Regions from separate parts of the Sus scrofa genome. Here region 2 is linked to region 1. The links are chromatin contacts, called in public Hi-C maps. All regions are on one chromosome and are shown on one strand. The core of a region is the stretch at or near the end of the contact, and the rest is flanking DNA. Distances in the headings are between cores, read along the strand shown.

Region 1 (4,445 bases), core at 1,163-3,662:
CACCTGACCATACCAAGTGTCAGCAAAGCCGTGGAGAAATTAGAACTCTGGTGGGAATATAAAATGGTGCAGCCATTCTTTTTTTTTGCTTTTTTGAACCTGCGGCGTATGATAGTTCCCAGGCTGGGGTCAAATCGGAGCTACAGCTGCCAGCCTACACCACAGCCACAGCCATGCCAGATCCAAGCCATGTCTGTGACCTATACCCCAGCTCAAGGCAATGCTGGATCCTTAACCCACTGAGTGAGGCCAGGGATGGAACCCGCATCCTCATGCATCCTAGTCGGGTTTGTTAACTGCTGAGCCGTCAAAGAAGAGAACTCCCTTTTTTTTTTTTTTTTTTTTTATTCGGCCGTTCTTGAAGACAGTTTGGCAGTTTTTCATAAAGTCAAGCACATTCACCATGTGACCCAGCCATTCCATGCCTCCATATTTACCCAAGAGAAATGAAAGAAGATGTCCACAGAGAGACTTGTAGAATGTTCTAGCAGATTCATTCATGAAGTCAAAAAGGAGTAGTGTTTGTAACAGCCAAAGATGGGGGGAGATGCCTATCAATCCTGAAAAAGTCAAATTAATTCTGTCATAGTTATGCTTTCAAAGCTCTTTATGAATTTGAGTGGCATTTTAAAAAAGCAAAGTTCAAAAGTGTATCTAGTGAAGTTTCCATTGTGGCTCAGTGGGGCACGAACCCGACATAGTAACCATGAGGATGCAAGTTCCATCCCTGGCCTCGCTCAGTGGGTTAAGGATCCAACAGTGCCACAAGCTGCGGTATAGGTTGCAAATGCGCACAGTGCTGCTGTGGCTATGGCGTAGGGCTGGCGGTTGCAGCTCTGTTTTGACCCCTAGCCTGGCAACTTCCATGTGCCTTGAGTACGGCCCTACAAAAAGGGGAAAAAGAAAAAGATGTGTATATAGCATGTTATCATTTACAAAAAGGAGAAAAATAAAAATGATGAAGACAAGGAGTTCCCGTCATGGTACAGCAGAAATGAATCTGACTAGGAACCCTGAGGTTACGGGTTTGATCCTTGGCTTCGCTCAGTGGGTTAAGGATCTGGTGTTGTCGTGAGCTGTGGTGTAGGTCGAAGACGTGGCTTGGATTCTGTGTTGCTGTGGCTGTGATGTAGGCTGGCAGCTGTACCTCTGATTTGAACCCTAGACTGGGAACCTCCATATGCCACAAGAGTGGCCCTAAAAAAAAAAAAAAAAGTAAAGATATAGTTATAAGGTATCTACTACCTGCCAAACCCTGTTCTAAGTGTCTTACGTGTATTTGGATATTACAATTCTCCCTCTTTTTTTTTTTGCTATTTCTTGGGCTGCTCCCACGGCATATGGAGGTTCCCAGGCTAGGGGTCGAATCGGAGCTGTAGCCGCCGGCCTACGCCAGAGCCACAGCAACGCAGGATCCGAGCTGCATCTGCAACCTACACCACAGCTCACGGCAACGCTGGATCGCTAACCCACTGAGCAAGGGCAGGGATCGAACCCGAAACCTCATGGTTCCTAGTCGGATTTGTTAGCCACTGCGCCACGACGGGAACTCCACAATTCTCCCTCTTTTACAGTTGAGCAAACTGAGGTTTATGTGTGTGAAATATAAGCAATTACTGGGGGCAACTTGGTAGATAGAAGGTAGATAGATTTTCACTGCATATTTCTTTAAATGGGTCCAAATCGCTTTGGATCCATGTGAATATATATGCGACAAAAAAGTTAAATACATTTTAAAAATATATTAATGGGGAGTTCCCGTCGTGGCGCAGTGGTTAACAAATCCGACTAGGAACCATGAGGTTGCAGGTTCAATCCCTGGCCTAGCTCAGTGGGTTAAGGACGCGGCGTTGCCGTGAGCTGTGGTGTAGGTCGCAGACAAGGCTCAGATCCCACGATGCTGTGGCTCTGGTGTAGGCCGGCAGCTACAGCTCCGATTCGACCCCTAGCCTGGGAACCTCCATGTGCCATGAGAGCAGCCCTAGAAAAGGCAAAAAGACCAAAAAAAAAATTTAATTAATGGGAAAAGTGTCAGTGGGTGGGTGACCATCTAAGCCAATCTCTGCCCAGGAAATTCCCTCCCACAGCACGCTGAAGAACTTAGGACTCACAGAGTTGAGATAAGAAGGCTTGGTCTCCAAGAAGCTCCTCGTGGTAGAGACAGAACCAGCCCTCAATCACCAAGTGAACGAACCCACAGACTGCAAACCAGCACAAGGACAGTCTCCGCCAAGTGCTCAGTGGGACGACCGCAGCACGACCTGACAACAGCCAGGTAGTGACGACTAAGACTCCAGAGGCGGAGAAGAGGCCAGCCAGGATATGCCAAGTGGGGCAGTCATTAGGCACAAAGTTGTCCAGCCTCAGGTGCCGAGGCCAGTATGGATGCATGGGGCTGGCGTTGGTGGTCATGTCTTTGTCGGCTGACAGCTGTGGGCTGTGTATGGATATGTAGAAAGGAGAACAAAGAAAGAGGAAAAACCTGGGAAAAAAAAAACAAAGGGAAAGCACAGAATGAGATCATAAAATCAAATCTAGGAGTTCCCCCTCTGGCTCAGCGGTAATGAACCCGTCTAGTATCCATGAGGACGTGGGTTTGATCCCTGGCCCGGCTCGGTGGGTTAAGGATCCAACGTTGCTGTGAACTGTGGTGTAGATTGCAGATGCAGCTCAGACTCCGCATTGCTGTGGCTGTGGCACAGGCTGACAGCTACAGCTCCAATTCAACCCCTAGCCTGGGAAATTCCATATGAGGCCAGTGCTGCCCTAAAAAGACACACACACGCACACAAGCACACGCACACACACAAAATCAATCTGTTATGATAAGAAATGTAAATGGACTCAATTAATTATACGCTGTTTTAAAAACATGACTGGAAGACCACGCAAAGTCTGAAAGTTTGTTCCAGCCCTCCGGAAGCCATATGTGGTGGACACAGGAACCAGAACAGGTCCCAGCCCTCACTGGTTACAGTCTGCAGGGGAAGACAGGAACCAGGTCTAGTCTGCCCTCATTGGTCACAGTCTGGTGAGCAGACACAAGAATCAGACTAGATCCTAGCCCTCATTGGTCACGCTCTGGTGGGGAGAGACACAGGAACCAGGCTTGGTCCACGCTTTTAGAGGTCACAGACGGCTGGGGGAGACAAAGGAGCCAGGCCTGGTTCCAGCCCTCAAGGGTCACAGTCTGCTGGGGGAGACACAACGACCAGGTTAGGTCCCACTGCAGGGGTCTCTGTCTTGCATCATTCAATGGACAGCTATTACCCTCCCCATAGTTCTGACAACTGCAGGACAGAAGAGAGAAAACTAATCAGAAATACTACCCTCAGGTTCAGTGTGTGGGATTGCCCGATCCCTCCTGAAAGAGTGCAACCCGCAGCCAACCTGCAAGAAAGAGGAACGTGGAGGACAGGATCCCAGCTTGGGGCGCTAAAAAGGAAAAGGAGGGTCAAAGACAGAGACCACCAATCAAAACCAGAATCCTCTACTCCAGCTGCCCAATGAGAAGGTGGATCTTCTGTCGTCCGGACAACAGCGCGGTAGCCGGGGATCCTGCGCAAGCGCGTGGGAGGGCGGGGAGGCACGGCGTGGGTTGGCAGGCGGGTGGCGGAGAGAAAGGGTCTCGCGCAGGCGCGCCGAGGGTCGGTCATTTGGCAATTAAGAGCTAGGGGATGGAGTGGCAGTCCTGGCGGAGAGGACTCACCCAGCAGCGCGGTTGCGGCGGCTTCTCCCACAGCCTCCCAGGTCTCTCTAGGCTAGCTCGCAGGGTCCGAGAGAGCCGTGATTCTTACCCATCCCTTCACGGTTTCCTCGCCTTATGGAGTTGGCCAATGGAGAGGCTCGCAAGGCGGCCAGTGCTGCTCCCAACCAGTAGGAATTCTCTGTGTGCCTCCGACCCCGCCCTCATGTGTGGTGCCATTTTCTCTATTGGTTGAGACCCAGTCAGGAGTGGGAGAGGCGGGGAGGGCCAAGGTTGGTGGGCGTTTTAGGGCGGAAGCCAATCTGCGGCGAGTCTCGTCTTCAATTTCCCTATCCGCTTATCAATCCCATCGGAAATCGAGTGTTTATCCTCCCCCCAATCTTCTGTTGAATCAGCATTGCATTGTGTCCTCTCACCTTTGCCCTCGTTTTCAAAGGCGGAGCAATCAGATCTTTTTCCTAGACCAAACTTCCATCGTAATCCTGGAATGCAGCAGGCAGATCACAATCTATACACTGCTCCTCAGCCCTATAGCCATTTGCACCTCTCCCCATTTCAAGTCAGAACAACCAATCAAAACCCAGGCCCCTCAGCCTTGCTGGCCAATGGGCATGGAGACTCTCAGTCTCCCTGTGCCAACTCTAAAGAGCCAATCCCGGAGTTCCCTGTTGTGGAGTAGTGGAAAGGAATGCGACTAGTATCCATGAGGATGCGGGTTCGATCCCTGGCCTTGTTCAGT
Region 2 (4,445 bases), core at 1,201-3,700, 660 kb before region 1:
GGTTGGCAGATGGGTACTTGTCTGCCTGCTCACTGACCCAGGCACATCTGCCCACCTGCTCCAAGCTCGACCTTTCAGAACCACTCACAGCCCGAGGCCTTGCCAGGATCGCAGACACCTTGCTGGAGCCATAGGCTTCTGATCGAGCATATCCAAGATTCAAAAAGCACCTTTCTCATTCTCGTTTCCAGTCCTCCCCGGAAAAGGGAAATGTCTGCACTTCCCGCAAACGCATGGAGAATCTACTTAGCCCACGTTAGACTGAGGTGATCTCCCCAGCAAATCAGGGCCTAGCCGCTACTCTTGAAGAACCCATGGCTGGAGAGAGAAAAACCTAGGAGAATCTTGTTATCAGGGCCTTCCAGGGCTAACTGCTTCCTCCTCCCAGGCCCTGAATGGTCACAGGTGGTATAGCAAAAACAAAGGTCAGGAGCTTCCAGGCCAGGCCCGTCTGGTTCTGCCTCAGCCAGAGCCACAGCTTCCCCGTGAGAGCAGGGGCTCAGCCCCTCAACTCCACAGAAGCTAACAGACCAGATAAGAGCAAAAACAGTAAAAAGAGTGCACAGGCCTCAAGGTCAGACATGGCCGAATTGGAAAAGCCAGGCGCCATCGCTTCCTCAACCAGTTTCTCCCTCTAGAACCCTGGCTTCCTGTGCTGTCAAATGGAGATCAGATTCCCTGCCTCATAGGCAAGGCCCTTGGTCCACACCAGCATTCTCACTGCAGTTCTCTCCGCTCCAACACACTACCCTTCACTCACACCAGGCTTGCTCCCACCTCAGGACCTTTGCACTTGCTATTCTTACTCCTTAGAACATCCTTGCTCCCATTATGTGTGCATAACTATTCCTCTTCATCATTCAGGGCTCAGTTGAAACAGCACTTCCTCAGAAAGTCCTCCCTGTTCCCTTTTCTACAAACTCTCCCCCCACGCCTGAGCATTAACTCTGCTAATCAGCATCCAGGACTTACTTCCTCAAAGGCCCTCCCCCAACACCCTGCCTTAAGCAGCTATTGCCTCCCCAACTATTCCTATTCTCCTTTCCTCTCAGCAGCTAACCTTATCCCTATGTAGCTCATCCGCCTGCTGGTTGTTTTTTTTCCAGTCTCTCATAAAAGCCTGTTGATTCTGGAGGGCAGGGAAGATGTCTGTCTTGTTCAGGGCTCTACAGTGGAATTCAATACATGAATGAAACCCCGGTAATTAAAACACAGCCTAGCACACGTTTGGTCTCCATTACTCTTTGACTAACTGACTGAATGAGCCCTCCTCCCAGTCCTGGTGAGCAAGCCTGAGGGGTTCCTGGGCCAGACTGCTTGTCCTCCATCCTAGACACAGCCCTGCGTTGGCGGAGGTGGCGCTGGCAGACATTACCTGCGCCTCATCGGCTTCATGCAGCTCTTCAGCTGCCTGGCCTCAGCCTCCACGGGACCCTGGCACTCGGGCTGTGGCTCCGGCTGCTGCAGCTGCTGCTGCTGGGGCAGCCCTTCGGCATCAGTGGGTGTGGGAGCGGGTGCAATCCGGAGCAGGACTGTGTAGTTGCGGCCGTGGTTGTTGGCCCAGAAAGTGCCCTCGGGGGTCTCATAGCGCACCACGAAGTCCAGGCGCGCCCCATCGCCCGCGCCCTCAGCAAAGGGCAGCTGGAAGGCAAAGCGGTCGGTGCGGCCGCCGTCGTCGGGCGAGGAGGCGGACGCCTGGCCGGGGCCCAGGCCAAGGGCCAGATCCAGGATGGGATCTCCTGCTCCTGGTCCTCCCGTTCCTGCCCATGGCGGGCTGCGCGGGACGTAGCGCGCTGGGTGGTCGCAGAAGGAAGCCCAGCCGTCGTGTGAGGCCCGCACGTGCACCGCCTTCTCGAAGGAGCGGTTCAGCACGCGGACCAACCCGCGCAGCACGGGCGGGCGCCCCCCGGGCACCCACACCCCGGCACCCCCGGGGACCGCTCCGGGAGGCGGCAACAGAGCCTCCAGCTCCACCATGACGCGCCCCAAGCGCTCCAGACGGCCTGACGCGGGCGGCAGCGAAAATGTGGGCACCAGGTAAAACCCCCGCCAGCGGGGACGGGGCACAGCGGCGAGGGCTCGGGGCAAGCCTCCTCTTCCTCCTCCCCTTCATCCCCATCCTCGCCATCGTCGTCCTCGTCAGCCCCGCCGCCGTCGCCATCTTGCCCGGCCGCCGCCGCCATCTTGCCCGCCCCGGGCCCGCCCCACGGCCGGTAGCGGCGCAGCTGCGCCAGCGGCAGCCCCAGGGCCTCATCGGCGAACAGCACCCGCCGCGGGGCCACCGCTACCTCGACTGAGGTGCGGGGCTCGCCCGCGGCCGGCGAGGGGGGCGCGGGATGCCGCAGCGGGGGCTCCACAGGGGCCGTGCGCGCCATATCGGCGGCGGCGGCGGCACCGACGGCACCGGCGGCGGGACCGGCGGGGGCAGGGCCTGAAGGGGCGAGCAGCCAATGGGAAGGCCAGCGCGGGGGGGTACGACTCACGGGGGGCGTAGGCGGCGAGACGAAGACAGGTGTAGCGGAGAGCCAATGAGGAGCCGCGCACGCGTGACGTAGGCGGTGAAGCGCGTGCAGGGGAAGCGCGCAGCCAATGGGGATGCCCGAGAGTGGGCGGTGTAGGAGGCGGGATGATCGGGGAATCAATGGGGAGGCCTGAATGGGGGGGCGGGGTCCGGGATGAAGAGAGCAGTCGTAGGACAGATAATAGGGAAGCGGGAGCGGTGTATGGGCGCCGGGGAAAATGGAATGGTTTCAGGCGATGGGGGGCAGCGGAAGCGAACGGAGAGACCAGAAAAGCAGGAGATCCGTGGGTTGCGTAGGTGGTGGGATGGAAGCTAGAGACAGCGAAGAGCCAATGGGGAGTCGCGCGCCTGTGGCGTACGGAAGAGATGACGCTAATGGCTGCAGCGAGCCAATGAGGAGTCCTGTGAATGTGCACTACGCCTTCAAGGGGCGGTGCCAGGGCTGAACTAGCCACTGCGGAGACTAGAAGTGACCGAGAGGCGGTGTGTGAGTTGCCCGGGAGGCGGGACTGAAGGGGGAAAGCCAATGGGTAGGCGGCGAAGGCGGGAGCAGGAAAGAGAGATGGCGGTTAGCCAATGGAGGAGCCAGAGTGAAGACTGTTGAGACGTCAAAGGGTGCTGGAACGGGGTGAACCAATACCAAAGCTAGAAAGCATAGCGGGACCGAAGGATCCGGAGGTGGGACGGCAAAGAGCAGAGCCAACGAGGGTGTTGTAGGTGGTGTGAAGGAGAGGATGAGCAGCCAATAAGGAGGCCGGAGGAGAGGATGGTGCGTAGGTAGTCTAGGTTGTAGGGTGGTCGGGCTACAGAACCGTAGAGTGCAGGCAGCCTTTAGGAAAAGTGTACCTCTCGTGGATGGTTTTACCTTCTCCTTAACCCTCCATGACCACTCCCTTTTGCCCCAGGGCTGTGAATGCCGAGAGCCCCCAAGAACCTAGACCGTACCCTAGTGTGAGATCAAGAAAGCAAAACGGACTTTGCGGTCACAGTTGCTGGTTCTCCCCTGCCCACCTCCGAACCTTAGCTTGGGCAGTACCACTAGCCGAGAATGCCCCTGATTATCATTCTCAGTGTTCTCCAGGATTTGGCACCATTGTTGAATGAAGGAGAGATTGAGGTTTTGGGGTTTTTTTTTGTTTTTTTTTTTTTTTGAAAATTAGCTTTTTCTAACTCTGAGCGTGACTGTATGCAGCCGGGAGTTGGTTGGCCATGTTGGCAGACATTGACTATCACAGATCAAATCCCTGTCATTCTTGCCTGACTCAAACGCCATAGCCGACAGTGGCCTCACCGCCCATCTTTCTGTCTCCAGTCTCTGTTCCTACTGCTCCCTCTCCTAAGAGTGCTACTCCTTCTGCTTCCTCATGTCCTCTCACTCTCTTTTTCCACTCTGCCTTCGAGATCCCACCTCCTGTAGGAACATGGCCATTCATATATTCCCTCCTCCATCCTGGGTTATTTTCTAAACACCTACTGTATGCAAGGCTCTGACTCACAGCATCCCTAGAAAGGAGGCACTTCCGCCAGTGGGCTCCTCTTCTCAGGTCTCAGTGTCCAGAATGGGGTCATGGGTCAGGAACCAATTATGTATAGTTGCAAATAGCAGGAGGCAGGGAGAACCCACAAAATAATGTGAGCTTAAACAAGATAGAACTTTATTGTTTTCACTCCTAAAAGTTCAAGCTGGTAAGTAGTCCAGGGACTCCTTCCTGCCCAGAGTTAGGGCATTGTCCATGTCCTGGTCTGGCCCCAAGACTCTCATCCTTCAACAAATCCTGTCAACCATTAAAAAAAAAAAAGAAAAAAAAAAAAAAACATATGGAGTTCCCGTCATGGCTGAGCAGAAGCGAATCCAGCTAGTATCCATGAGGATGCGGGTTCCATCCCTAGCCTGGCTCAGTGGGTTAAGGATCCAGCCTTGCTG

What was found. Hi-C and Micro-C count contacts between places; a contact is called where the count stands out from the background.
Region 2: a contact with region 1 is called in a Hi-C map of liver, with 3 times the contacts expected there. The contact joins the promoter of PPP1R3F here to the promoter of EBP in region 1. A contact is called at or near these places in 2 of 47 Hi-C or Micro-C datasets (heart right ventricle and liver).

The regions. Positions count from the first base shown.
Region 1 is chrX:42,670,026-42,674,470 of Sscrofa11.1, reverse strand. EBP (emopamil binding protein (sterol isomerase)) reads right to left here and starts at 2,412. Exons shown (of 4, transcript NM_001167646.1): 1 at 2,112-2,412. The coding sequence starts at 2,412.
Region 2 is chrX:43,326,204-43,330,648 of Sscrofa11.1, reverse strand. PPP1R3F (protein phosphatase 1 regulatory subunit 3F) reads right to left here and starts at 2,450. Exons shown (of 5, transcript XM_003135095.5): 1 at 2,051-2,450; 2 at 1,376-2,048. The coding sequence starts at 2,375. It also overlaps a transcript of FOXP3 not described here.